Regions from separate parts of the Gossypium hirsutum genome. Here region 1 is linked to region 2. Evidence: chromatin contacts called from public Hi-C data. All regions are on one chromosome and are shown on one strand. The core of a region is the stretch at or near the end of the contact, and the rest is flanking DNA. Distances in the headings are between cores, read along the strand shown.

What was found. Hi-C and Micro-C count contacts between places; a contact is called where the count stands out from the background.
Region 1: a contact with region 2 is called in a Hi-C map of leaf, with 2.3 times the contacts expected there. The contact joins the promoter of LOC107918216 here to the enhancer-like site in region 2. A contact is called at or near these places in 7 of 34 Hi-C or Micro-C datasets (anther, cotyledon, leaf and 1 more).

What each region holds. Positions count from the first base shown.
Region 1 is chrA01:89,872,244-89,878,729 of Gossypium_hirsutum_v2.1, forward strand. LOC107918216 reads left to right here and starts at 1,871. Exons shown (of 2, transcript XM_016847756.2): 1 at 1,871-2,880; 2 at 3,018-3,438. The coding sequence starts at 2,649. The coding sequence ends at 3,199.
Region 2 is chrA01:89,807,672-89,813,873 of Gossypium_hirsutum_v2.1, forward strand. No RefSeq gene overlaps it. Among protein-coding and RNA genes, the nearest start is that of LOC121228148, 28 kb to the left of the region's middle. Within about 2 kb of position 2,795, at least 2 of the 9 cell types and tissues checked have an H3K27ac peak or open chromatin away from gene starts, as enhancers often do. A contact at or near this core is called in leaf, where this site is marked.

The DNA.
Region 1 (6,486 bases), core at 621-3,120, 64 kb after region 2:
TGGTTCTGATAAGTTTCTGTGAATTTATTAGTTGTGGAGTGGAGACTTTGCCAGCGAGCTAAGTATGGTTTAGGGCTGCTGTTATTTGCAAGGGTAAGTGACCAACTCAGTTGTGTGCATTCTTTGAAGTCGGCTAGGTGTAGTAGCCACCTTATGCGTACCAAAATTTGAGATTTATCGGGCATTAAAATGCCCCCCATTAACCTTAGGATGAATGCTTGGGCACATTGTTCTTTGACGATGTTGGTCGCGTTTGGAGGAAGCTCTTTGAAATTGGTTTCTGACCAATTCATCTATATTCAGCCACCTTGAAACTTGTTTAGGACCTTCCCCAAAAATGCCTCACAAAGGTCCTCTTTAACGGGAATGATCGCTGACCTCGTGATGATTGACCTATCCACCGATAAATCGAGTTACAAAGCTATGTCCTCGAGTGTGATTGTACACTCGCCGCATAAAAGATGGAAAGCGTGTGTCTTGAGCCTCCATCTTTCCACCAACGCGCTGATGAGCGTAGGATCAAGTTTGCAGCCCCTGAGCATACGAGATGCATGCAAGAATCTCGTGTTTTGCAAGTAACCATAAATTTTGGTGATTGGTCCTTTTGACAAATTGTGTATAAACCCCTCCAAAACACGATCATTCGCCTATTTATATCGACAAAAAAATATTTTAAAATATTTTAAAAAATAAGAAACTTTAAATTTAACTTAATTGAAAATAAAAAAATTTAAAATTTCGTCTTACCATTATTGCTTGAGCGACGAAAATGTACTTTTCTTCGAAACGAATCAGAAATGTTGTCATTCTTGAAAATTTAATCAAATGAATAAAATATGAAATCATTAAAAAATAATATTTTTAAACAAGCGTATCGGAAAATTTAGAACAAAACTTGAGAAAATTGAGAGAATTAAGAGCCTGTTTAGTAGTGCTTAAAAAAAGCACTTCTAGCTCTAAAAGCACTTTTGTAGAAAAGTTGTGCTAAACAAACTGTTTTTGACTGAATTTTTTGGCTTTTCAGGAGAAGTTAAAATTTTTAGCTTTTCCTTTCCCAAAAGCAATTTTGGTGCTTAAATACTTTTTCACCCCTCTAATAACATAGTACTTTCCCTTTTTTTCCTTCTTAGTGCTTAATTACAAATGTGTTAAAATCATTAATTAAAAATAAAAAATATTTTTTAAAATATTAATTACAAATATTTAATGATTATACTTAAATATTCAAAATATAATTTATATATTTAATTAAATTTTATAAATAATTAATATTTATTGCTTAAAAATATTTAAAATTTATATTTCATATATTAAAATATTAACAGCAAATTATAATAAATTTTATATTCTTACAAAAATATAATAATGTTAAATTAATTTAAACATTATTTAAATACATATTTGTTACTTGATAATAACATGTCTAAAATGGACATTTTATTTCTCAAAAGTATTTTTTGACAGTAATGCTAAATACTCAAAATTTAAACTAAACTTTTCAAAAGTACTTTTCCATAACATTTTTCAAAAGTATTGCTAAACTAGCCCTAATAAAGTTGAAAGAATTGAGAGAGTTAGATTTGAGTGAAAAAAATTAAAATTGTATAGTATTTGTAGAAAAAAATGACCGTTGGAGCACTTTAAATCTTTTTACCATTGCCAGCCAACGTTTAAAAAATCGTTAGAATTGACTTTTGACGAACGAGTTTTTTATATAATTAATAAGAAAACACATTTAACTAAGCGTGTTTTCCCTTTCTCTTTTAAAGAACGACCTATTTCCTTAAGTTAGAAAAAATACCTAAAAAGGCAAATAAAACAAATTGACATATATGACTAATGGAAAAATCTTCAAAGAAACTTTATTTATAAAAATAAAACAAATTGAATATTATTGTTGTAGAAAGAAAGAGGAGGGGAATATGGCGGTCGCGAATGAATAGGTGGCTTGGTGGACAAGGAGGGATGAACGCGTAAATATGCCCAAATGCTAACTCTACACGGAAACAACAACTTCCGTATATATATACATTGCAACCCTACGGCAGAAGAGAAAGAAAGAAACCCTTTTCCTGCCTCCCCTCTATAAGGCTAATATACCACCTCAACCTGAATTACTCTAATCCTTTTCCTTGTTTTGTTCCTCTATTAAATACCCCCAAACGCTTCCCACACCTTCTACCTACAATCACTAAAATTCCTCTCCTTTTTTCGTCGAAATCTGCGTCCCAGAACTTCTTTTTTCTGGCTCTTTTCCCCTTTTTGTTGGAATCAAACCATTGATCTTTTGGTATTTTTGTGAATGGTGGAAACAATTTGGAGCTGTAGTATATTGATGCTCTCCCCTTGCAAATCGAGGGCGAGCACTCTCCTTCCTCTTTCTGCTGCTTCTGCTTTCGCATTCGGTTCTTGCAAAGAAGGCTGGTACTACCGCTGCCTTGGCCTTGACCCATAAACAACCCCACCTCAATACCTCTATTCCTTTCCACCAATAACCCAGATTTGTTTTTTTTTTGTTATACGCCCCACAAAATAACAAAACAAACCCATTGTTTCTCTTTTCGCGGTTGTTGGTGAATTGTTCATTCATCTGTTTTTGGTTTTGATTCCTTTTCATTTTGAATTTTGAACAAAAAAAATTTGAAAGAATGTTGCTTTACAAGCAGAAGAAGAACCAGGGTCCCAAGGGCAACAGGCTCCTGATTAGCGTCACTGTTCTCGGAAGTGCTGGGCCGATCCGTTTTGTTGTTAACGAGGAAGAGCTCGTTGCTGCCGTCATTGATACTGCTTTGAAATCCTACGCTCGTGAGGGTCGGCTTCCCGTTCTCGGATCCAATCTTAATGATTTCCTCCTTTATTGCCCCAGTGCTGGATCAGATGGTATGTCGGTTTTCATTTCAATCTTTAAAGATTAAAAAATTTCCAGGATTTGCTTATTTGATGTTAAATGGTGTTTTATTTGGGAAAAATTAGTAGTATTCATGATTTTGGGTGTTTGGTATGTTTTTTCATTGCAGCACTAAGTCCATGGGAGACAATTGGATCACAAGGGGCAAGGAATTTCATGCTGTGCAAGAAGCCAAGGACTGAGAAAGTGAAAGACGACGGGAAGGCAGCTGAATCAATTAATAGGAAGGCAAGTGGGAATTGGAAGGCATGGTTTAATAAATCCCTCAATCTCAAGATTTCCTCCCATTAATTAAACAATTCCCAACCCTTTATGATCCTTTATTTCTTGGGTTAGCTTTACTTATAAATAAAGCCTTGGAAGTTAGTCTATTATCATTGATGGCCATGGTAGAGTATTGCTTATGTTTTTCACCTTATTTCTCATTTAGGTGAGAAAAGACCTGCAGGAATAAATTTGAACTTGTTTTTCAGTATTTTGCCTTATGCAATAAGAATGAAGAGAACATTCATGGTGTGCTTGATTTTCCATTTCTGTCTTTGAAGTGTTGCGTTCTATTGTTGAATGGCTTTTGATGGATGATTCTATTAATTTCATACCCTACGTAAGGTTTGGCTTACACCCAGTGTTCAAAAAGTTGTTCTGAATTGTCCATAAACATGTATTTTCGGTAGCTTATATCCATTGCTTGAAATGTTCTTCTGACTTGCCCTTAATATTACAAGTTGCTTTCAAGGATTTTGATTTGGTAATTGGATATGGCTAGAAATATATAGGACATGATGGATGGACTGAATCATTCAGATTTATGACCAATTTAAGAATTTTATTCAACATTATCGCCTGATGGATGCTTATTCTTAGGAATTGATTCTTTTTATTGAACTTAAGACCCAAAATCAAACCACTTGAGATTAATTAACAGTGTATTATTGAGGAGCTGGTTGTGTGGCACTTTCTGAAGGATCTTTTGAATAATTAGATGTTCGGTGAGGCGAAATAAGCGGCTAATCTTCCGTTATAATTATCGACTTTAAAGGAGTAGGTCTTTGTCCTTGCACAACCCTTTTTCTCCTCTTTCAAACTTAAAAAGGCTACTTTGGGTGGGAGCACAAATGGGCTCAAAATCTTGTCAATATGTAAGAAATATGGACTAGGGTCTACTTTCTTTTGTTCAATACATGTTTGGTCTCACGTCGTTAGTTGAAATATACAACTTGGTTTTGTATATGTGCAAGGTAACCTCATGGTTTTTGGCAGATCTTTCCCCTAATCATTTTATTTATGCATAAATAATCGTGCTAAATCACTATTTAGGTTTGAACTTTGCCATTGTTCTCACAGCTTTTAAGTACTAATTTGGATTAAAAAAATTCAATATGAAAATAATTGTTAAATTCAATATTGAAGTGAGAAAAGTTTTCATGAGCTGGGATTAAGAAACGGGGTCCATGCTAGCATGAATGAATTTGGTGAAGCCTTTCAACCAATATTGAACACTAGTTGTAAGGTGGCACGTTTTATATTTTAGCATTTGGACAAGTTGCCAAAAAAGAAGAGAGATGATAATTGTCCCCATCGCACACTGTTGGGGGTTATCATATAGCTACGGCCAGCAGGGTCTCCCTTTCCATCTTCTTTCCTTTTCCATACAGTCGTTTTCAAGAAAAGCAAATGGAGCGTGGCTGGTCAGTTGCCTTCAATGTGCATCTATACATTAATATCTATCGTAGATTTTCTTCTAATAACGTGGAGCCTACACAAAAATGCTTGGAGAATCAAATGGAATGGAAGTTTTCAGAAGTTATGTTGACCATCCTTCCAAAACTGGATGGGTGTGTTCAATATCAAATTCTCTTCAAGTCCAGCATGGCAAGCTTCCTTTTAAGCAATATGCTTTTCTATCCCAAAAGTCCATTTAAAGCTTACTAGTGGGACTTAGTCAAATATAATATAAAAAATTTCGTTGGTGTAAGCCCACTTGTGAAAACCAACCATCACAGGCCGCTGTTTCGGCCTAAGCCCACACCTTCTTGCAAACCAAAATCAAACAAATGTTAATTTGAAACAATCCAAGTACAAGTGAAAAGGCATATGCATTAACCAATATTTAACATAAAACATTAGTCAAATATGTGCTATCACTACATAATTTTAGATATTATTGATTTGAATGTTACTTACAAATGCGCTCATTATAAAGATTTTTAAATCATGTTTCGAAATTTACGATTGTTCCTTTTAATAATGTTATTTTTAATGTTTGATCCCGCATTTTCTCTTTTAAGAATATTACTCAACATTTATTAGTATACATACACTACACTATCATACAAACTTTAGCTTTTTAAATTCAAAATAGAAAAGGACAAACAAAACCAACACAATCCAATGAACACTCTTAAATTTGAAATTGTTCAAATCCTTCAAAAACAAGGATTAGCCCTTATCGGTTTTTGGAGAGCACACTAAGGTTGTGGGATTTTTAAGTGTTTATATTGGAGACTATCATGTTTAATTTAAACTTAGAGTTTTGTTTTAATTAAATTAATCTGAATTTGAATTAATAATTTAATTAAGTGTTTATAATGTTTAATTTTATTAAAATTGAACTTCACAATAATAAACTTTATAAAAGTAACATATTTTTATTTATGTCTTATTTAGTTGATTAGTGAGAAAAAATTATTTAATATATCTATATAATGTAAAAAAGCACATGTTTATTTTTGAAGAAATAAAAATATTATATTACCATTTTAACATTAGAAAATTAAAATTTCAATATATTAACAACTATTATATGATAATAATAAAAAGTATAAATTAGGAAAGCAAATTAAGATAAAGGGAAAAAACTAAAACTCTGGTGGGTATGCTCGAACTTAGTTTCTTCAGCTTCAAAAGTAATAAAAAGTAGCTTATCAGAACATAAACAATCAGAAATAAAATAAGACGAAAAATCCTAAACAACACATTCTCCATATAATAAAGTTGTCCTATCTAAAGTATATACCGCTTTATTAAATAAAAAATTGCTCTTTAAGCAAAACGTAATCATAAATGAAAGTTCCAAATTTCGACAAGTTGGATTCAATGATAATATCGTCAAAAGACAAATCCTTTAGCTAAGAGAGCTTCCCTTATGGCCATAACTTCCGCATGAAGCAGAGAGTTTTACCTTTAATGAACTCACGAATAATAGCTGCAAGTCGAGTAAAACCATGATCATGCGACACAACAACGTCGACATTGCATTTAACCCAAGGTCGCTGTCAACGTCGAGGAAGGGGAGGGAGATTGGTTGCGTTGAAAAGAAATAATTTTTACAAGTTGAGGAATCACATTCTTTCAACATCTAAGGTTCCAAATACTCCAAACAAAAGGAATAATGCGATGTGGAGGAGGAAAATGATGAACGTCAAAACATAATGAAGGAAATCAACACAAGAGTTAACCCCCACGTTGCTCCAAACAGTAGCAGCATAAAAGAAGATGGTCTGAAGTTTGAATATCCCCACAATATGATAGTTAAACATTCTTGATTTAATCACATCAATTAGACTTTTGTATTCTTA
Region 2 (6,202 bases), core at 1,545-4,044:
TTTAAAGGACCCACACGGTTGAGGCCGTTAATTCGAGTTGAGCTCTTCTAGATCGTAAGGCTGCTGAGATCTTAAATTGCGAACGCGTGTTACGTGGTTAGATAGTTGGCAAGGGTTAGTTTGCAGGGCGTATCAGAGTCAACTACATAAGGATGATTTGGCTGTTAAGGCGTCATTGATCGATATAACCAACTTATCGTTTGGAAAGAAATTTTCACTTTTAAGGATCGACTTCTGGAATATTCCGAGTCTAAGGTTAAGAATTTGCATATTTGATTTCCTAATTTAATCTCAGTTATTTAATTTTATTTTAGAATTATAATTCAATTATTATTTCCTTCTATTCATTTTTATATTTTTAACCTAATCAACTAAAACCTCCATTAATTTATTTTCAGCTCAACACGTTACAAGTTGTAGGCACAACAGATGCTACGACTTTGGAATCTAGTCACAATAAAAATGATATTAGAAATCATAGTCCATGTGAGATCAACCCTGTTTCTCAAAACTACTGATTAATTCAGTTAGAGCGTAGAAATTTATATTCGGTGGTCTTAATAGCCATCAATAAGTGAAAACAATCACTCAATTTAAGTAAAAAGTCACATGATTTTGTTATTTATCAAAACTAGTTAATATCTTATTATTTCAAATTCATGTGATATTTGAATTTTCACACCAATTTCAAGCAACCGAAACTCACATTTGTATTAATTTAAATAGATATAAATTTTAATATAATATCTATTAACAAATGATTGGATGCATTAGTAAAGCACATTGCACTTTCAAAGAAAAAACATAAGTTCAAATCTTGAAAACAATATTATTAATTGAAGCAGACATAAATTTCGAACATGAGCCGTAAAAACAAACATTGAAAATACAAAAAAAAAAGATATAAGATCTCAACTCGTCTTTTTTTAAGTCTGAAGTCCAAAACACAATTTCATAACCTCCCAATAAAATGGGCCGATATTGCAAGGTTTAGCATTTTGTAGGACCTTATTTTTGTAATCCTTACGCATGAAAGCTTCTTGATACAAACCAACTTAAATATAACCCATGTATTTTTAGGCTTGGGCAGCTTGAATTGTTTGACTTTTCATTGATTTTTTCTTCTTGTTAGAGTTCTTAAAATCTCTATAATGATGTATTGAAATGGTGTTAAAAAGTAAATTAATCACTAATTTAATCAACAAAAATTACTTAAAACTTTTAAAATATACTAAGTGAATGAAACTTTATATATGAAAGTAGTATTTTGAAGACAATAGTAAAGTTGAACGGGAGTGATAGTTTTTCAAAACTGTAGGATCTTGAAATAAAATTTTAAATGAACTATTTTTGTTTATTAAGTATATGTTTTCTTTTTCCTAACTAAGCAAGTGGTTGTTGTCACTTTACTCCTACCCATCATTTTTCTTAAAAAAGGTTATTTTTTTGTAGATGGTGAACTCTTTTATAAAAATAGGAAGTAGTCGCTGCCACAAGATCAGTCAAACTAGAACCCAGTACAGTAGTTGCTAAGGAGGATCGAGACGGGCGGTGCATCAATGATAAGGATTTTTTTTTTATATAAAACTACGCAATATTACTTTTTTTTTTCATCAATTGATTTCTTCATCTAGGGGCTGGGCAATGTAAAACTATTATTTTAGCTTTTAGTTGTTTTAAAATTTAAATTACTAAAAATAAAATTTTACTTTGATGTCCTAAAATTATAAAAATTTAATTTAATCCTTTAAGAATTTTAAAAATATAAACTATAAAAAATTAAATTTTTATTTGACCCTTTAAAAAATTATTCTAGCTTCATCCATATTCTTTAATCCACTTTCCGTCCTTTAAAACTTGAATGTTTCAATATTATATTTATTGCTATTTTATTTTTATGTTTAAAATTAAGATATTATGTAATTAAGTGTATTTTGTCCTTTTTACTTAAAATATATAAAAAAATTAATCCTTATATTTAGATTAAACAAAAAACTCCTCATTTAAAATAAAATTTCATCCATTTTTACTATTAATATTTAAATAAAGAATCGTAATATATCATATATATCTCATATTAACGTGAAAAGATTAATTCAAACAAAATGAATAGAATTTTTAATAAAATTATTAATTTACTTTTTTTATGAAATAATTTATTTATTTTTTAAAATAAACAAAATAAAATACGATTCTAATTCTAATTCTAATACAAACAACGCAAATCATATGTTGATTTGTATATATAATATATCCTTTGTATTTGGTCACATTCCCAATACGGTAATTGAGTGAGTGCCCTCCTTTCCTATAAATCACATGTGACTCTGCCATCACCCATGTTCACCACTCAAGAATCCAAGGCGCACCCCAACTATTTCCGTTAAGGCTCTCAACACACACTCTTACAATATACAGAATTGTGTTATGGGCTCTTATGGATGAAGCTCATGATATAATAACAAATGATTTCATTGAGCACCTCCCATCTCGCACCCAGAAAGACATGTTAGTGACCTAACCAACTGGGCTTAATTTGTTTTTTCTTTTAATTCCCAAAACTATAAGAACTTTCTTGATTCCTGAAACGGGTACAGAATAAAGTTGTGCGTTAGTTTGAATCACATGGTCATGGGGGGAAAGAAAACATTGAACAACAAACAACTAGCCGAAACCTTGTAGGCAGATTAGAATATGACAGTAAAGCAATGCGTCTCTGACTTCAACGCCGTGCAAATGACAGCCATGAATTTGGACTAGGATAACGACACACTTGAAACTGCACATGGCATCGCACTTCATTTCATATCTATTTTCAAAATTAGAGGAGAAGCCAAATCTAATATTATGGTGCATGTGAAATCTGCTCCTACGATAACTTATCTGCCAATATGATACAACCCAGAAAAACGATAGGACGGCTCAACTTTTTTGCTTTTTTTATTGGATACGGCTATCATCAAAACCCACTTTCTATTTTTCTTTTCTTTTTTTCAATTACCAATTCCGCCTTTTCCTTTAAATAATTATAAATACCAACAATGAATTTATTGTTTTATAACCATTTAGCTAAAAAAATATAATGATAAATTTAGTTCTTAATATTTATATTTTTTTGTCAATTTGGCTCATTTTTTTTAGTTAAATTTGGTCATTGGGAGTCAAATTATTTTTCTTTAACAAAAACGCTAATTAAACATTTATTTTTAACAATGTTAACTTGGCAACCTACATATCAATTCACGTCCACTTCATACGAACATAGTACTATTTGTCTTGATGTCACATTAACAGTAATTTACAATTTATAAAAAAACTCAAAAAAATTATAAAAAGCTCATAAAAATTCAAAACAATTAGCATGAAGTACATGTGGATTGTCATGTAGACTGTCATGTTTAAAATTTTAATATTTTAGTTAGTATTTCTATTAAAAAATCAATTCGACTCTTTTTGCAAAAGGTAGATGAACAAAATTGGATATTTTAAAAGGTTGAGGGTCAAATTTAATTAAAATAAAAAAAAAGTAAAAATTAAGTGTGTGCTTGATTGGATGAAAAAGTGGATGGATGGGAGGAGTGAATGGAAAAGCGGAAAGAAAATAAATTTTGAACGTGTTTGGTTGAGAAGAAAAGTGAGAGAAAAGAAAACAAGAAAGATGATCATTTTTCATCCTGATGCATAAAAATCAATTCTTCCAAATTGAAATGATGAGAGGAGAGAAAATAAGAGAGATATGCATGTTAATTCAAAATTATGTATTTTTCAAATGTTTTATTTTCTTTTCTTTCATTTTTCAACTCTACCATTTCTTTCCAATTTTCTATCTCTCCTACTAAGCATAGCTACGAAAAAAAATATATGTTTTCCATCCATTTAATTTTCTACCCTTACAAATTTTCACCATTCTAATTTTCTTTCTATCCTACTGACCAAAGTTTTAGGGCTAAAGTCAACATTATCCCTAAAAAAACACCAACAAAAGAAATGTTCCCTTTTGTTTTAGGAATATTATAAAAAATTAGAAATTTATAATACAATTCAAATAATTATAATTAAAATCAATCATTAGAAAATATACAATATATCTAAAATAAGACCATTCTGGCACAACATAAAACTTAAAACTAAAATAAAATGTAGTGAAAATGCGAATGGTTTATATGGGACAAAATTTCAACGTGAGATCTTTCCTACCAACTAACAATTATCAATGAACTCAACTAATTACTTGTGTATTATTATTTAAATTTTTGTTTACATCTAATCTCAAAGCTTTAATCACAATAATTTTTTCAAACTTTTATACCCAATGAAATGTTATATTAGGGCAACCAATCGATTGATTAATTCATATGATTTTACTTTTAACATGGGTGGATTCAAACTTTATTTTAGATTACAATTTACAAAATAAACATCTGATTCTCACATTTCGTCTTAAATTAATTATTTTTTATATTAAATTATAAAGTAAAAATTTAAATGTTAATTTTTTAAAAGATATAAACTCTCTACTTTTTGAATTTAATATTTTATGTCTAATTGTTATTACTGTTAAAATTCTTCTATCATTCACTTGTGTGACATTTTGAAATGGGTTGATAATTTGTTTGTATCCAACTATGGAGTAAAGATTTGAAGGTTAAAATATGATTTAAGTCCCTATATACTTCATATATTTGAAATTTAGTCTCTTTATTTTAATTTTCAAGAATTTAGTTCATTTACTTTTCAAAACTAAAAATGCAAGTTCAATTGTTATCACCATTAAAATTCTTTAATTAAATTCAATAGTGTGACCTTTTTTAAAAAAAATCGCTTAGTAATAATGTAATAAAAAATTATGTTGAAAATAATTATGTGATTTTTTTCTCTTAAAAACATGCATTTGAACTCGTTATGATAGAATAATTTTTTTTTGGAATAGTGCTCTTAAAAAAAATGGCTACAACATTGTAATTGAAATAATTAACAATATTAACTATTTAGACTAATTAATGACATTATAAAAGTAGGACTAAATTATGTCAAAATTAAAGTATATAGATTTAATCCAAGTTTTAGCATAGTAAAGGGGTCAAAATTGAAATTTTACTATTGTCTTATAAAGTTAAAAAATGTGCCTATCTCTAATATTCAAATTATATATAACCATGTAACATTTTAATAAAAAATTTAACTATATTAATTATTTGAACTAATTAATAATATTATGAAAATATAGGACTAAATTATGTTAGATATTAAAGTATAATGATTAAATTTAAAATTTAAGTATAATAGAAGACTAAAACTGAAATTAAACCTTTTCTGTAAAATGCGAAAAAAATGGAGCATGGGTGAGTACCCACGTGTTAATAGGAGGAAGATCCTTTTATCCTTGTATATATATATAATTTGAATTAGGATAAAAAATTGAGAGAGCTTAAATATAAATGGAAATAAAATGATTAATTTACCTATAAAGGCTCATTTTCATTGGAAATGGGCTAATTTTTGCATTATTTACCAAAAAAGGTCGATTTTAGCAAAATGCGTCCACGTAGGAGCGTTTTAGGGTGAAATTTCAACAAAACACGACCCTGGGGGAGTAATTTTGCCATGTCAGCACAAAATGCGCTAACGTAGACGCGCTTTGCTGACGTGGAAAAATTGCTCCCCCAGAAGCGTGTTTTGCTCTGTGTTTTTTCCCCAACGGCTATTTTATTTTTTGACCGTTAGGGGGTCCAGTGGTCAAAAAAAAGTATAAAACCCCCTTCTATTATTTCACACAATATTTCTTCAAATTTTGGTAAAAAACTCTAAAATTTCTCCCTAAATTTCTCAAATGTAACGTCCCAAAATCCCATATATTTATTTTCATATGTTTGTGACACAAATATATGTCTGCCTCAGTGGTTAAGTGTTCTGGGAAGTGTTTGAGAGGTCTCAAGTTTAAGCCTTAGTTTGAGTAATTTTTTTCTTTTAAATGAATAAACCCCTATCTCTAGTTAGTAGGCTTATAAATAAATGTTGATAAAATATATCAGAATGGGTCTGCTGGTCTAGTGGTTAAGTGGAGTGTTAAGTGCCTGAAGGTCCGAAGTTTAAATCCCTATGCGGATAAATGATTTATTTTGTTGTTTGTATCGTGTGAGTGTTTGAGTAGAATGTGATTCTGAGTAGTGGAATGAATGGGGAGTCAGGAGGAACGTTTTTA